Regions from separate parts of the Zea mays genome. Here region 2 is linked to region 1. The links are chromatin contacts, called in public Hi-C maps. All regions are on one chromosome and are shown on one strand. Each heading gives the region's core, a stretch centred on a gene start, on an enhancer-like site or on the middle of the called end of the contact. The rest is flanking DNA. Distances are from core to core; before and after follow the strand shown. Region 1 has its middle 29 kb from the start of LOC103650247. Region 2 overlaps LOC100279201 (Cytoplasmic tRNA 2-thiolation protein 2).

Evidence for each region. Hi-C and Micro-C count contacts between places; a contact is called where the count stands out from the background.
Region 2: a Hi-C map of ear shows a contact between it and region 1, with 2.9 times the contacts expected there. The contact joins two enhancer-like sites. A contact is called at or near these places in 2 of 25 Hi-C or Micro-C datasets (ear and leaf).

The regions. Positions count from the first base shown.
Region 1 is chr3:114,721,487-114,728,110 of Zm-B73-REFERENCE-NAM-5.0, forward strand. No RefSeq gene overlaps it. Among protein-coding and RNA genes, the nearest start is that of LOC103650247, 29 kb to the left of the region's middle. Within about 2 kb of position 4,320, at least 15 of the 20 cell types and tissues checked have an H3K27ac peak or open chromatin away from gene starts, as enhancers often do. A contact at or near this core is called in ear and leaf, where this site is marked.
Region 2 is chr3:114,954,458-114,961,604 of Zm-B73-REFERENCE-NAM-5.0, forward strand. LOC100279201 (Cytoplasmic tRNA 2-thiolation protein 2) reads right to left here. Exons shown (of 7, transcript NM_001152225.1): 2 at 5,416-5,770; 3 at 5,233-5,319; 4 at 5,023-5,144; 5 at 4,864-4,942; 6 at 4,292-4,686; 7 at 3,495-4,105. The coding sequence ends at 4,060. Among protein-coding and RNA genes, the nearest start is that of LOC100279201, 4.8 kb to the right of the region's middle. Within about 2 kb of position 1,759, at least 18 of the 20 cell types and tissues checked have an H3K27ac peak or open chromatin away from gene starts, as enhancers often do. A contact at or near this core is called in ear and leaf, where this site is marked.

The sequences.
Region 1 (6,624 bases), core at 3,070-5,569:
CAACGCATGACATTTTATCGCCTCAATGATGCCATCGATGCAAACCTTGCCCCAGAGCCTTGATTGAAGGTTAGGACGCGTGGATTGCGCGGGCGAGGCCGATCAGGTGCGACGCGAGACTTTGGGGAGGGAGTAAATCGCATGACATCTGCTGATTAGCAAACACCAGAACATATCTCTACTATATTAAAAGCAGCTGACATAAGGGTATTGCAACAACCAAACTGGAATTTTAACTTCTATTTTAGAAGGAAAGAAAACAATGTTCTAACAGTGGGATTAGTGACAAGGTCATCACCGACAATATGTAGTTGCTCTCCAATTTCTTCAGTCATCTTAGCATAGCGAACCCAGTCGTCCTGGACACCTAGTCAAAAGTATCTTCAATCGAAATAGTGAGTTTCAAAAAACCTTTCTCATATTCTAAAATTTTAAATACAAACTAAGTAATGAAAAATAGCATAGGCAGTCAGGTAAATCTTCTTGGAATGATGAGCCAACAGAATACAAAAAAGCTAAATTTAGGGTTCACGTGCTTAATTTGCACAACAGGGAGGGAATACAGGGATCCAAATACTAAACAAAAATACTCACGATTTGCTTGGCTCCTGCCCAGTCCACTTTGATCCAATCTCCACTTCGGCTCCTCCCCATTCCACACTGTGTCAGATCCATGGCGGCGCTCAGCCTCCGCCATTAGCAGCTGCCAACAGCAAATCATGAGAGGGGGGAGGGTGGTGTGTGAAAACTAACATGATGCTACTACCAAAAATGGGGGAAACAAACCAAAAATAGGGGGAGAAACAAACCTCCTCGTGGGCCGTCTACGCCGAGTCCGGAGTCGCACAACGTCTACTGCCATGAGAGCTCCCACTGTGCCGAGTGTGGAAGCGCACTCGTAGTAGCTTGGAGGAACAAGAACCAACAACAAATCATGAATCAAGAAGAAGCAGATCGGGTTCCAAGAACTCATCGGGATTGTGCATTCGTCGCGTGTATGAGCAGCGACGGACTCACCCTTGTGTGGGCAGCCGCAGGGTGTGTCCGCCGGTGTGCAGGGCAAGGTGCGCGCATGGTGGAGCATGCCCCTATGTGGGCAACCACTGACGGCATCGCGGACGGCTTCGTTGTAGTCGTTGCGGTTCCCTCGGCGGCATCACCATGAGGAGCGATGGAGCGTGATATGCCCGAAGCGCTCATGCCACCGCCACGCCGTGTCCACGCGCCGAGCAGTAAGGCACACAGGGTGCGTGATGTTGAGTCGGATCGAGTAGAGCCGGTTGGGGGAGCGACGCACTCGAGCAAGGAGGCGTCGGCGTTCGTCGCGGATCCGCATGACCCCCTTATCGACATGGATGTCGTACCCATCCTCGTCCAACTGCCCGACGCTGATGAGGTTGATGTCGAGGCGTGGGATTAAGTAGACTCCAGCGAGCTGCCGGTGCTCACCGGTCTTGCACGAGAATAGGACCGTCCCCCGCCCTTCAATGTTGACGAGGGATCCATCACCGAACCTGACGGTGCCGGTGACGTGTTCGTCGATGTCGGAGAAGACGGCGCGCGACCCGGTCATGTGGTTGGTCGCACCCGTGTCGAGATGCTAGAGTGCGTCATCGGGGTTGCCTGCGCCGTCGAGCTGTACGTGGGCACGTGCCTCCACCAGATGCACGCGCGTCTGCTCCGTCGTGGCGCGCAGCTCCTCCAGCATCGGGAGCAAGGCGGACGGGCGACCCGCCGCGGCGTGCCCCTCCGCCGCCAGCGATGGCGGCTTTCGCCCCTTCGTGGCGCGCGGCGCCTCCACTGCCGGGTCCGCGGCCGCGGCCTCCACCTGCCCCTGTCGAGCGCGCTGTGTCCCTCGGCATGCAGGTACTTGCTCCACCGTCGAGGTCGAGACAGGGGCCGGGGCCAGGGCCGGCCTCCCCTTCTCCGCCAGGGTCGAGGCCATCAGCTGCGCCATCTGGACCGGTGGCGCTTCCAAACCCCGGATGGAGCCCACCGGCGGCCGGATCTGGACCCTCGTCGCCTCCAACTTTGCTCCTTTGCCTGCCGAAGGAGTACCGCTGCCGCCGCCATGAACCGGTGACCGGAGCTGGACGGTGTTGACTCTGGCAGAGCGGTTGAGGTCGTGGGGGAGGAGATTGAAGTCGTGGTGCGGCGCGCCGTCGTGGAGGCAGATTGAGGACGTGGGCAAATCTCTGCGTGCGGCGCGCCGTCGTGGAGGTAGAGGGTTTAGGGCTGCCGAAGAGGATGACAGGCGCTGTAGGCTGGGCTGCACAATGGGCCGCACCAACGGTTGGGCCACACGAACCACTGGGCTGCACGCAGGCACTGTTATGGGATTTATTTGATTAGTACCATACCGGCCACTGAGACAGATCAAACGTGGCTTATAAAGGTTGGTGTGGATTGTTTGTTGCTCAGACTAATTCCTCTGGTGCCGCACTAAGATGTATTTTTTGGCGCGAGGATGTACGTCCACGGTTGGGAGGCAGAACGGGTCGGATCGCCCTGGATGAAGCGAACGGTCCAGATTCACGGATGGCAGAACAAGAAAAGGCAGGCTACCCTTAGAGTCTTAATAAGTAGTATAGATTGTGTTTCGTTGTTCTTCGTCTAAAAATCAGCCCATGCAGCCCACACGATCGGCCTACCAAATTCCACGTGGACCATGTCCTAGGTCGTAGGGAAAGACCGCACCCGCTTAAGCTAAAAGCAACACAGTTAGCCCTATCGCACTCTCACTCGTAGGATCATATAGTCGGTTACCTTGCGACGGCTCATAACAATATCCACGTAAATTATCTAGCAAAAAATCTCAATTTTTTTATTGATTGTAATATTTTTTATGAACGCACAGGTACCATAGGTAGCAAATCAGAAACCCCCATCCCACGCCTCCCCACTTCCAAGGTTTCGTAGAGCAGAAGGGAAAGGGAAGATGCGAACATACATATTCGTTGCCGGAAAAGGACACGACAAAAAGACAGTGCATCTAGAGGCGACATAGGTAGTATACTTCTAAGATAGAGAGAGAGAGAGCACACAAGCGGAGAAAGAAGCCCAACCGAAGCAACTCCAAACCGAGAGGCGCCTGCACCAGGTGTCAATCCGAGAAGGGCGAGAGAATGTGAGTGTCTTTCCAGCCCTGGACCCGCCGAAGCGACACAACACCACCACCAACTCTGTAGCATATATGCCGACTTATGCCACGCTACGGGCCTTGGTTGTCTAATATCTCAGACCTGGACTCCTCTCGCCAAGATAACCTAAGTGTGCCAGGCACCATCATGTCCTCCTTGACGGCACGCATAGAGAAAGGCCAGGAGCATGACCGACTCGCCCCACACCCACGTCGATGAGCGTCGGTCGGCTCGCGCTGCGACCGTGGGCAGGGGCAGCAGGTTGGGGAGGAAGAAAATGGCGAAGGTCGGGAAGACGGACAGTACGTCCGACGACGGCGAAAACGATGATACGCACATGATGTGAAACGTCCTCGTGGATGTGCAATAGCCACTGCGTGAGTCGATATCGGGGCTGGTGTCGGACGAATACGGGGAGGAGGCGCATGCTCCTACGCCCTCTGCCGAGAATGGGGTGGCGCGCAGGTAGAGTCACGAGGGGAGAGAGAAAAGAAGTAGAATGACGAACGAGGTGGTGACAACTGAGGACCATCATTATCGTGCAGAAAGTATATATGGCCAAATGAACCGTGTCTGGCGAGACGAGCCGAGACACGACCCATTTAATAGTGCCTGGGCCAACCCGACATGAGCGTCGTGCGATGCTTGGGCTGTAGCCTCGGCCCGTAGTGCTGATCCAGCCCGACACGATTATTTTTTTATTTTAAAAAAATCATATATACATATGTAAAATTTATATTCAATATTATAAACACCTGAGCATGATGATCTTCTGGTGTAGCTTCGTCTAGTGTCTTCCACCTTTCTTATCATGGTGTGGTTATCTCACGCCGATTTTTAACATTTCACGCTAAGTATAGCATAGATTAGACGGTCATAATTCCTTCTCGTCAAGTTAAAAAGGCAAAAAAATCTACCTAAGGCACGAAAACCCCAAACCATTTCCACTCCCACTCCCTGACCCTCAACTCTCTCCTCGGGCGACCCTTCCTCCTGTGATCCTGTCACAGCCATTAGAGCGCAAGTATGGCATGGCATGTCATGTCACTCTGACCGAGTCAGATGAGATTGATTCAACAATAAATTCATCCCTTCTTAGGTTGAGATGAGCCTACCATCCATCCGTTCCTGGGCTGACAAATGGTTGTAGTTGCAGCCCATGGAGAGCAGGCCTGAGGAGTGGCGAGCGCGAGGACGAGGAGCCCATGCGTGCTTGAATCTGACGATATATGTTGATTTGGCGTGTGGTGTGGCACTGCTTCTGATGCTCCTGCATGCGTGCAGTCCTGCTTTTGCTTGGAGAAGGGATGGCGAGGAGAGAGGTTTGTAGGGCAGGCTGCGTGTGCTGCAGTAGCCGATCTCGAGGTTGACCAGACCAGCTGTGACCAGATCGGGAGACGCAGCACGCAGGCCGGCAGCCGGCAACGCCACGGCCTACTCAGATAATGCGCTCACAATATTTCACCAGCAGCAGACGGGGACACACGTCTCATCTCATCTCTCTCTCACTCTGCGGTATGGTCGGTGTGGTGCATTAGTGTATGATGCTGCAGCCACGCTGGAATAATTCTCAGTCAGCCTAATCACCTGGAGCTGGTTTTGGTTCAGATGAGCTCATTTTCTCCCCATCATGATCTTTTGGAGGAGATAAGTACGTGATTAGGGCTAGTTTGGAAACCCCAATTTTCCATTAAATTTTCATTTTCTCAAGAGAAATTAGTTCATTTTCCCTTGAAAAAATATAAATCACTTGGTAAAATGTAGTTTCTAAACTAGTTCTTAAAAATATTCCTGTTCCATTCACTGGCGTAAACTCTATACTGGATGCTTAGATAGAGGGGATATTTGAATGCACTATAGCTAGTTGCCTAAAAAATTGCTAATATAATTAGCTAGCTAACTAGTAGCTAATTTACTAAAAGTAGCTAATAGTCGAACTATTAGCTAATCTGTTTGAATGTTTTTAGCTAATTTTAACAGTTAATTATTAGCTCTATTGTATTAAAACACGATTATATGAGTATATGACATGTCAATAGCTGCATGCATATGACACCGCACGCCATGGCCCTCGCCATTGGCACCCAGTGCAATGCAAGGAGAGACGACGACAGCTCATCGCGCGCGTTCACAAGCAGTGCCTCTGCCTGCCTCCACGCAAAAACCAAGACACGCGATACAAAACAAAGCATGTGTTTCCTTGACCACATCAGGATCTGTGCGTGGGTTTTGTATGTGTGTGTGCGCGACTCTGTTGTCTTCATGCGATTGCATGGGAAGACGTATTTGTGCTGGCCTCTTTGTCTTTGTGCAGGCTTGTTCCCTAGTCTTTAGACCACATCCCCAAGACCCCCAACCCTCCGCCTCATGCATGCATAGTGGGCAACCAGGGCCACGCCCCTGCTGTTGGTGCTCATGCATGCTCACAGGCTTTCGGTTTACAGGGATACTCACAGGCACAGCTGTACAGACTCCAGCTGCCATACCTCGATCATTCTAAAATATCCCCTTCAGTTTCATGTATGCCATTCAGATTCAACCTGGTGCGTCCCATGTCAAGATGTAGAATCATACACGTACGCAATAAAACCACTGGAAACTAGAGATTTTCAGTAAGTTTAAGATTCATTTCTAGAGTCATCGATTTATCACATGGCGAAAATCTTGTATGATCTGAGTTGTTTTTTTAAACTACTGACGGTCACAATACATTCAAGTGTTGTAGGGGAAATTCTAACCCTAACTCAGGGTTCGAAATTGTATTAATAGCCACAGATTGTTGGGCATAGCCCATTACACAAGGGTAGTATTACTGTAATTTCAAGGGGCTAACCCCAAAACCCTAAACAGGTACTCTAACACACCCCCGCAGTTTCAACTCTATCATGTACAGATGTTGAGGCTGGATTAAAAATCGATGAATATACTCGACGACAACTCATTGGTGAATATGTCAGTGAACTGCAGCGTGGTGTGGACGCTGAGAACCCGAACGTCACCTGTAGTGACACGCTCGCGGATGAAGTGCAGGTCGATCTCCACGTGCATCGTACGCTGATGCTGCACAAGATTGGTGGAGAGGTAGACCGTGCTGACGTTATCGCAGCAGACGAGTGTGTCGCTCCTAGAGAAGCTGGCGCAACCTGTAGGCCTCTGCCACGTCGTTGACCACAGCGAGGTACTCAGCCTCTGCGCTGATGCGAGAGACGACGGGCTGCCGCTTGGCAGCCCAGGAGATGAGGTTGGCGCCCAAGAACACGACATAAGCGTAAGTGGACTGTCACGTACCTGGACAACCAGTCTAGTCAACATCGACGTAGACCACTAAAAGGGAAATGTGCCCTTGGGTCATTTCTATAAATATTTTGGTGATTAGATGCCCAACACACATTGTATTGAAGTGATGTGTGCCAAGTATTAAAGAGATACAAATAAAGAATAAAGGTAAGATCTAAACGTTTTATCAATAGTTTTATATGCTAAA
Region 2 (7,147 bases), core at 509-3,008, 230 kb after region 1:
AATACGTCCAAAAGAAAATAAAAAGAAGGGCGGTGCGACAAATCACCCAGTTTGGGCACTAACCCGCGTGGGCCCGGCGGCCACAAATCCAGAAAGCAAAGGCATCTGGCAGCGGGCAGAGACACAATACAGCCACAGCGTGGTATCTGCTCAGGAATCATGAGGCTAATCCATAGCATCTTGCCACACCACACAATGTCACAAACCCCCACATCACGTTCAGAAACTTTATCATCTCAGGCTCTCAGCAGCACTTTTGCATGCGGTCTAGTAGTATTAACTACGTCCAAACCTTGTGAAAAATGAGCTGAACCACTTTAGCTGAAAAATGGTGAAATACCATGTGACTGAAAAAAACGATGAGCCATTTTATGAAGATTGAAGATGTCCATCTCTGCATCATTCATAGGAGTACTTACATATGTTTCCATGCTCGTGAACTAGGGCAAGCTGTCTGCACAAGTCGCTGTCTGCAGTCTGCTACATCCACAAGTAATTAATAGTGGGGGAATGCATGAGACATATATGATAATCATATATAGATAAATAGATAGATAGATACATACATACATACATATGTGAGGTCACATGACAGGAGCTGAGGACGCAAAAAAAAATGGTAGGCAGGCAGCGAGCAGAACGCATGATTCAAGGGCCAGTGTCTACGCGCATAAAAATACGCCAGGGAAGGTGCCAAGATTTGGCCGGAGATCCGGTCCACTGGGATGCATGGACCACCGCCGCGTTTGGTGATCGATCCAGGCAACAAGACGAGCGGGAACTCGCGCCTGAAAACGAAGGGCGCATTGCATGAGATATGAGGTTCATCAGGAGCTCGAGACCTGACCTGAATCCTTTGCTTTGGCCGCGCTTCTCTTGTCCTGGCGAACCACAGCAGAAACCAACCAGGAACAGTGAACAGTCCAGAGGAGTTTTGTTTCAGGATGCATCAGTTTGCAGTTGATTGAGAGACCACCAAGAATCAATCAGTCGTGTTTCAGTCCACTGCTGCTGCTGCTGCCGCGGCGTTGATCCACTGTGACCGACGACGGTCCTGCATGTGGAACCAGCACACAGCACGCTGCATTGAAGGTTGTACGAGACACCGTGCACAGCAATGACACGAACTGTACAAACCAGCCACCGCTATGCATTTATGGATCGCAAGCAAGCAGGTATGTGTCACAAATCAGTAACCCAGGACACATCTTGTCATGTTTGCTACAGGGTCCTGCATAGCCAGCCCTGGATTCAGGCTCCCCAGCCCCCACACTAGAGACAGAGAGAGACAGAGCCAGAAAGGCCATGTTGTATCCCTCCTACTCCTACTATTCAAAAAAAAATAGTTCTAGGATCAAGCCACAAGTGTTGACTCACAAGAACCTCATTAGTCTTCCAAGCTACCAGTATTAGGCAAAACCTAATGCAGATGAAACGATAAACAGCACCAACTAGCAAGTAAAGTAAACCATATCCAGAGAGCATAGGTCTTCCATGTCTGCACCCAAAACCACTTTGATGAAGCAAGGTGCAGAAGCTGCACTGATGCTGCTATCTACTACGCCACTAGCAGACCCCCCAGCCCACACACAACAATGTTTTCTTTAACCAATGCCTCAAGCTTTTGGATCAAAGCACGATATGGTAATAAAATGAACACACCAAAAAAAACCCAGGTTTGGTCATGTCAATGTCACAAGGGGTCCTTGGCTTCTTGTCCCCATCCCCATATTCCAATGACAGCAGGGAGCTGTGCCAATCACTAGGGGACACAGTGGGCCTTTGCTTGTTACAATGAAGCAAGCTAAAGTGAGCACTGTGTGGGTGGAGGCCTTGTCCACTAAAAACACACACTAAAAAGTCACACACACACAGTGGCACTAAACTCTACAAGTGCCAAACTTGAACATGCTAGTTGTAGCATTTGCTTAGATTAGCCTTTTTAAACACCCATGATGCTATGGTGTCAAGTACGACATGAAAAATCTAGGCAGTAGTCTAGTAGAAGGAGCAATATCTGGTAGCCCTATGTGTTTTTTACCTTTTGTTTCCAGGCCTATTTGGGGGGGGGGGGGGGGGGGGGGGGGGGGGAGTCTTGCTGGTTGCTGCCCAGACCCCCCGAGACAAAGCAATTGTTGATGATGCTGGCACACGCAGTACCACTCAACTGCAATGTCATGGACAACAATACCTCAAGAAATGGGTTGATTGGATAGCTCAGGCCTCAACAGAGTGCCTGCCAGCCAACCCCCCATGCTGCAAAGGTCCAGAGATTTTTGAAGGACGAGTTCCTTGAGCGGCAGTAAGGAGGCCAAAGCATTCCCTCAGAGATTTATGGACCATTTTACTGGACCCTTAATCGATATCCGCATTGTTTATTCTCATGCTCTAATGATTGAACAGCGATGAACATTTGAAAATACTGTCAAGCTCGGCCAGAATCCATCAACATCAGCTATCAACTGGCCGGGTAGTCGGTTCTACAAGTCTTGTTCCAACTGTAAAAAAAAATGAAAAGGCCCTGTAGGTCCTTGGGAGGGGGGTGTCTTTGTATGCATTTGTGTTGCCATCGTTGATGGAAAAGCTGGATAAGCCCTTGCACGTTGGCTAATATCACTGGTCAGGCTTTATGCCAACCCAATCAGATTAAAGTGGCTAACCAAAAGGTCTAACCTTTACAAGCTTTAACCCAATTAATTACTTATATGATACAGGTTCCCAATGTTTGACCAGAGTATGGGCTCAGCAACACTGACAAGTGCACATGGCTGCAAGCACGCATGCGATGCATTTCACAAGAGAGGTTCCACTCCGATACAGCTGTAATGGATTGTTCGTTTTGCTCTTAATCCATATGGATTGGATAAAATTGAGTAGGTTTAAATCCTAAATAAAGGCTTGTTCGTTTTACCCTTAATTCATGTGGATTGGATGATATTGAGTCGGTTTAAATCCATAGCAAATCAAAATTCATCTCAATACATTCCAATAAACTACAATCCACATGAAACTAGAATAATCAAACAAGGAGTCAAAATCTTTTATATTTTTTTTCAATCTCTTCCAATCCACATGTGATAGGAATAACCGAACAAAGCCTAACGTGGTAGCCTGGTACAATGCACTAAAATGGAGAGCATAGTATAAAATGACTTACTGTACTCATAGGGATGGAATATAAAGTTGCATGATAATGTAATTAAAAAGAAAGTTGACAAGATAGTTGCAGAAAGCAAAAAAAATGCAAGGGACCACTTATCTGCAGTGACACTACCGTTTTATTTCCTGCAACTGCTTGGGTATTGTACATCTGTATGTGATGTGTCATGTGCACATGCTTTGCCATTTTGCATTGGCAATAATAGGTTGTGCATCCCTTCAGCGCTACAAGGAGCAAGGATGTCCGCTTCAGATTAAATCGGACTGTTTAGACTGCTGCAACTGTAATCATAGAGATAAATACACTATAGAAACAGTAGGAGCCGATACGAATTAAAAACAACGAACAGGCTGAAAGATGCAGCGCTTGTCTGCACAACATCCCCAAAGTATCTTCGAGTCGAATACAACAGGGTAACTGAGTGTAACCACAGTTCGTACAGAATTTGTAGAGAAAACGAATTGTCCAAACCACCGGATAAATTCATCTTGTTACAATGTTTGCTGGCAGAATAGCTCGCACAGCACAGGAGATGAGACCAGTTCATATGAAATCACATTTTAAGTGGGAAACGTTCAGCTCTCCAACCCGTGCTGTCTCTGTAAAATCAGTGGAAACTTGCTGGCTAGTGATGGTTTGCCTCACCACTATACAGATCCCAGATGAGTTGAAGAATACCAGTAGCAGTGTCATGCTAGTGATACTGGTTTTGTCAGAAACAAAAAAAGAAGAAACACTGTTATCCATAAGTTTGGCATATGCCTGTGTGAGGCCCAATTAGAATGCGATGTCTTATAGTACAACAAACAAAACATGTCAGTACAGACAGGCATTCGGGAATTCCATGTGAGTTAAACATTTGACTCCATGAAATTATGTCACGAAACCAGAGAATAAAGTCAGTTTCCATCATCTTCATCCAGCAGGTAGTCCGCTATCTGATCTCTGAAATAAACACTTCACCATATCAGTGCACTTGAAAGAATGGACAGAACATGATATTAGTAAATGAATAGAGTGCCCAACATACAGAAATACACCCATCATGTTTGCCTTAGTAAACCACTGATAACATGCACTAAAAATACCAGACAATGAGGCAGCCCGTAAACAAAGATACATCAGACTCACCTTAGTGAGCTATGGCTGGCAGATGCAGCGTCCACTTTCTCAGTCCAAAACTTCGGTAGTAGCGAAAAGAAATGTCCATACATATCTGTAGCTGCTGGGAGAATCTGGAAATGGCAACTTTGACAACAATGGGCAGTATAAAGATCAATTTTCTTCTGAGCCTTGAGCTTTGTGTTTTCCAAATTCAGGAGCTCTGATTCACTGAACGGGCTTCCACATATTAGGCAAAGAATCTCAGAGAAAGTACACTCGTTGGCATCAATGTTCTGAAACTTGGGACGAAGCCGCGATGGCAGGAAATCATGGTAGCCGTTTGCTGAGAACTTGTTAAACGAGAATGGCTTAAGCTTTTGAGCAGTTCTTAAAATGGTATGCTCTCGAGAAGAGTTCTCTTCCTGTAAATAGAAATGAGAAAATATTCAAAACTATGTCTTGTGTTGCTCCAGCTCCACAAGATATTCATACACGTAGTGTTGTAGTCATCAAACAAGAACACAGCTTGAGCTCACATACAGAATAGCTAAAATTTTAAGTCACCAAGAAAGTGGCATGCCAAGAACAAGAGGCCCTACCCTTAGCCGTGAAACAAAGGATGAAACTAAGCCATTGATGCCACTGCAAGGCCTATCGAGAAGTTGCTGTGTCTTCAAACTGAACAGAGAAACCATTATAATAAAAACCCACTGCAAGGACAACAGACAACTAGGCTAATAGGTGAGCTTTTACCTTACCTATCAATTTCACAGAGCAAGTTAAGCTCTTGGGCCAGGCAATCATGAAGTGGAAGAACCACGGGTACTTCCCATCGCGTATCAACATACTGGACATCAGCTGGTAAAGCGTAGCCTTGCCCCTGGAAAAATTAGTAATTCTGTTATGCTCTCAACGCTCGCTCATATTATTCTCAAGAAGAATCAAACATCACCGGGTCAGATATATACCTTCACGGTTGCAGATAGCACATGGCATGCTATTCCGGAAGCACACGTTCCCAGCATGATCTTGGTGTATCTGTTCTCCAGTGCAACCTGAGCAAAACATCAGGCATGAAATAGTGAGTTCGAGTTCGACTTACAAAGATAAAAAAACATGTGAAACATAGACATGCACCAAAAGGGAAGCACCTTCTGCAGTGAAAGCATGCGCAGGCGCCTAACAAAGTCGTCCCTGCCCGTCTCGTCACTGATCACGCCGACCACCTCCTTCAGCCTGGCCGCCTTGTCGTCTGACCCGGACGAGAACACCTCCTCGAGAGAGGCGATGTGCACTCGCTTATCCCCCGGTGACAGACCCGACACGACGGACCTGATATCTTCTATCGCAGCTTGGATTTCGTGCCCCGGAAGACTCGCTGAGATGACGCTCCTCTCGTCGACGAACGCGACGCCGAGGCTGAAGACCGGCAGGGCCTGGGAGTTGCTCGCCTCCCAGCTCTGGATCGCCTTGGACTGCATCTCGTGTATGAACTGCAGAGCCACCCTATGTTTGTGTTGTGCGGCAACACTTGTTACTGGATCGTAACAAAACCATTCATCAAGTGAAGCGACGGCTTAACTGACTATCCTGCCACCCACTACTAAATTGTGACATAGCTCGAACACAGCGCTATTTCTATATATTAAACGCGGGAGCAAAGCCTGCATCACGTTTGTCCACGTCACCACTTGCCTTGCCAGCCACACGATCTTCATCTGACGTCGAAGGAGTCGGCGTCTGGTTACAGCGTTAGAGCCTTCTAGACAAAGCCATCTTCCCTAGGGACACCGGGTGATTGGTCTCCCACCCCTCGCTGCGTCAAATGAACGCGGGCAGGAGCTCCCCACCTCCCTCGTCCCCCCCAAAAAAAATGCACCTTTGCTCGCGATGTACTCCCCCTTCCTTCTGGGCCCCTCTGCTGTCGTTCCTTTGCCTCCGAGCAGTGATGTCACGACGCACTCCGGTAGGAGTTCCTTCCTTCTCCCGTCCTCACCCCGCCTCAGACGCCGCTCTGCGTCGTCGGTGCACACCGCCATCTAGCCGTGCGTCATGCCCGCGTGACTTCGTTGTGCGCTTGCACCAGCTACGCCACGACATAAACAGCAAAGCCTCGCCCCGCTCCACCTCCAGCTTCTAGTCCCGCATGGCACCCGCCTCCGCCTACCAAGAGAGCATCACCCTCGTGTTCTCGCCCGGGTCGGTTGACTTTCTCCTCTGCTCGCGTCGTGCCAGGGCCGTCGCATCGCCCTCTACATCGCATGTATTTTCTGCATCTCCAGGCGCTCCTTCGGACCTCGCTATGCCTCGCTAGTGCTTGGTTCTGATCCGTGGACACAGGGGAAGGCGGTGAAAAGGGGAAAGATAGCGAAGGAGAATAGTGAAGGAGAAGCTCACGGGCGGCGATGCCGACGACGGGAAGCTGGCTTATGTGACGTGCGGGTCAGACGGGTTCAGGCCACTGACAGCCACAACCTTGCTGAGCATGTGAGTTCACTGCGTCGCTAATCGTACGCTTGCTGGGCTTAAGCCAAGCTGATGGGAGACTACTCACTTGAATATTGACTTCCATTGTTCTATTTGATTATGACAGAAAACTTGATTATATTTTCTATCTGTTTTAAACTGCTGTTGTGACGATAGAGGTGCACAGTAATCTCTCTCTATCAGTCTTCCCCATATCTGTTTTGTTTTTGGCTTATCTCATAGTATACACACCATGTGTTTGTTGAAATGCCTATGGACGAAATCATGTTGCAGTACATGGTAATAGAGTACTCCCTCCGTTTCTTTTTAGTTGTCGCTGGATAGTTCAATTTTGCACTATCCAGCGACAACTAAAACGAAACGGAGGGAGTAATAGTTAATTTTTCAAATGTTCTT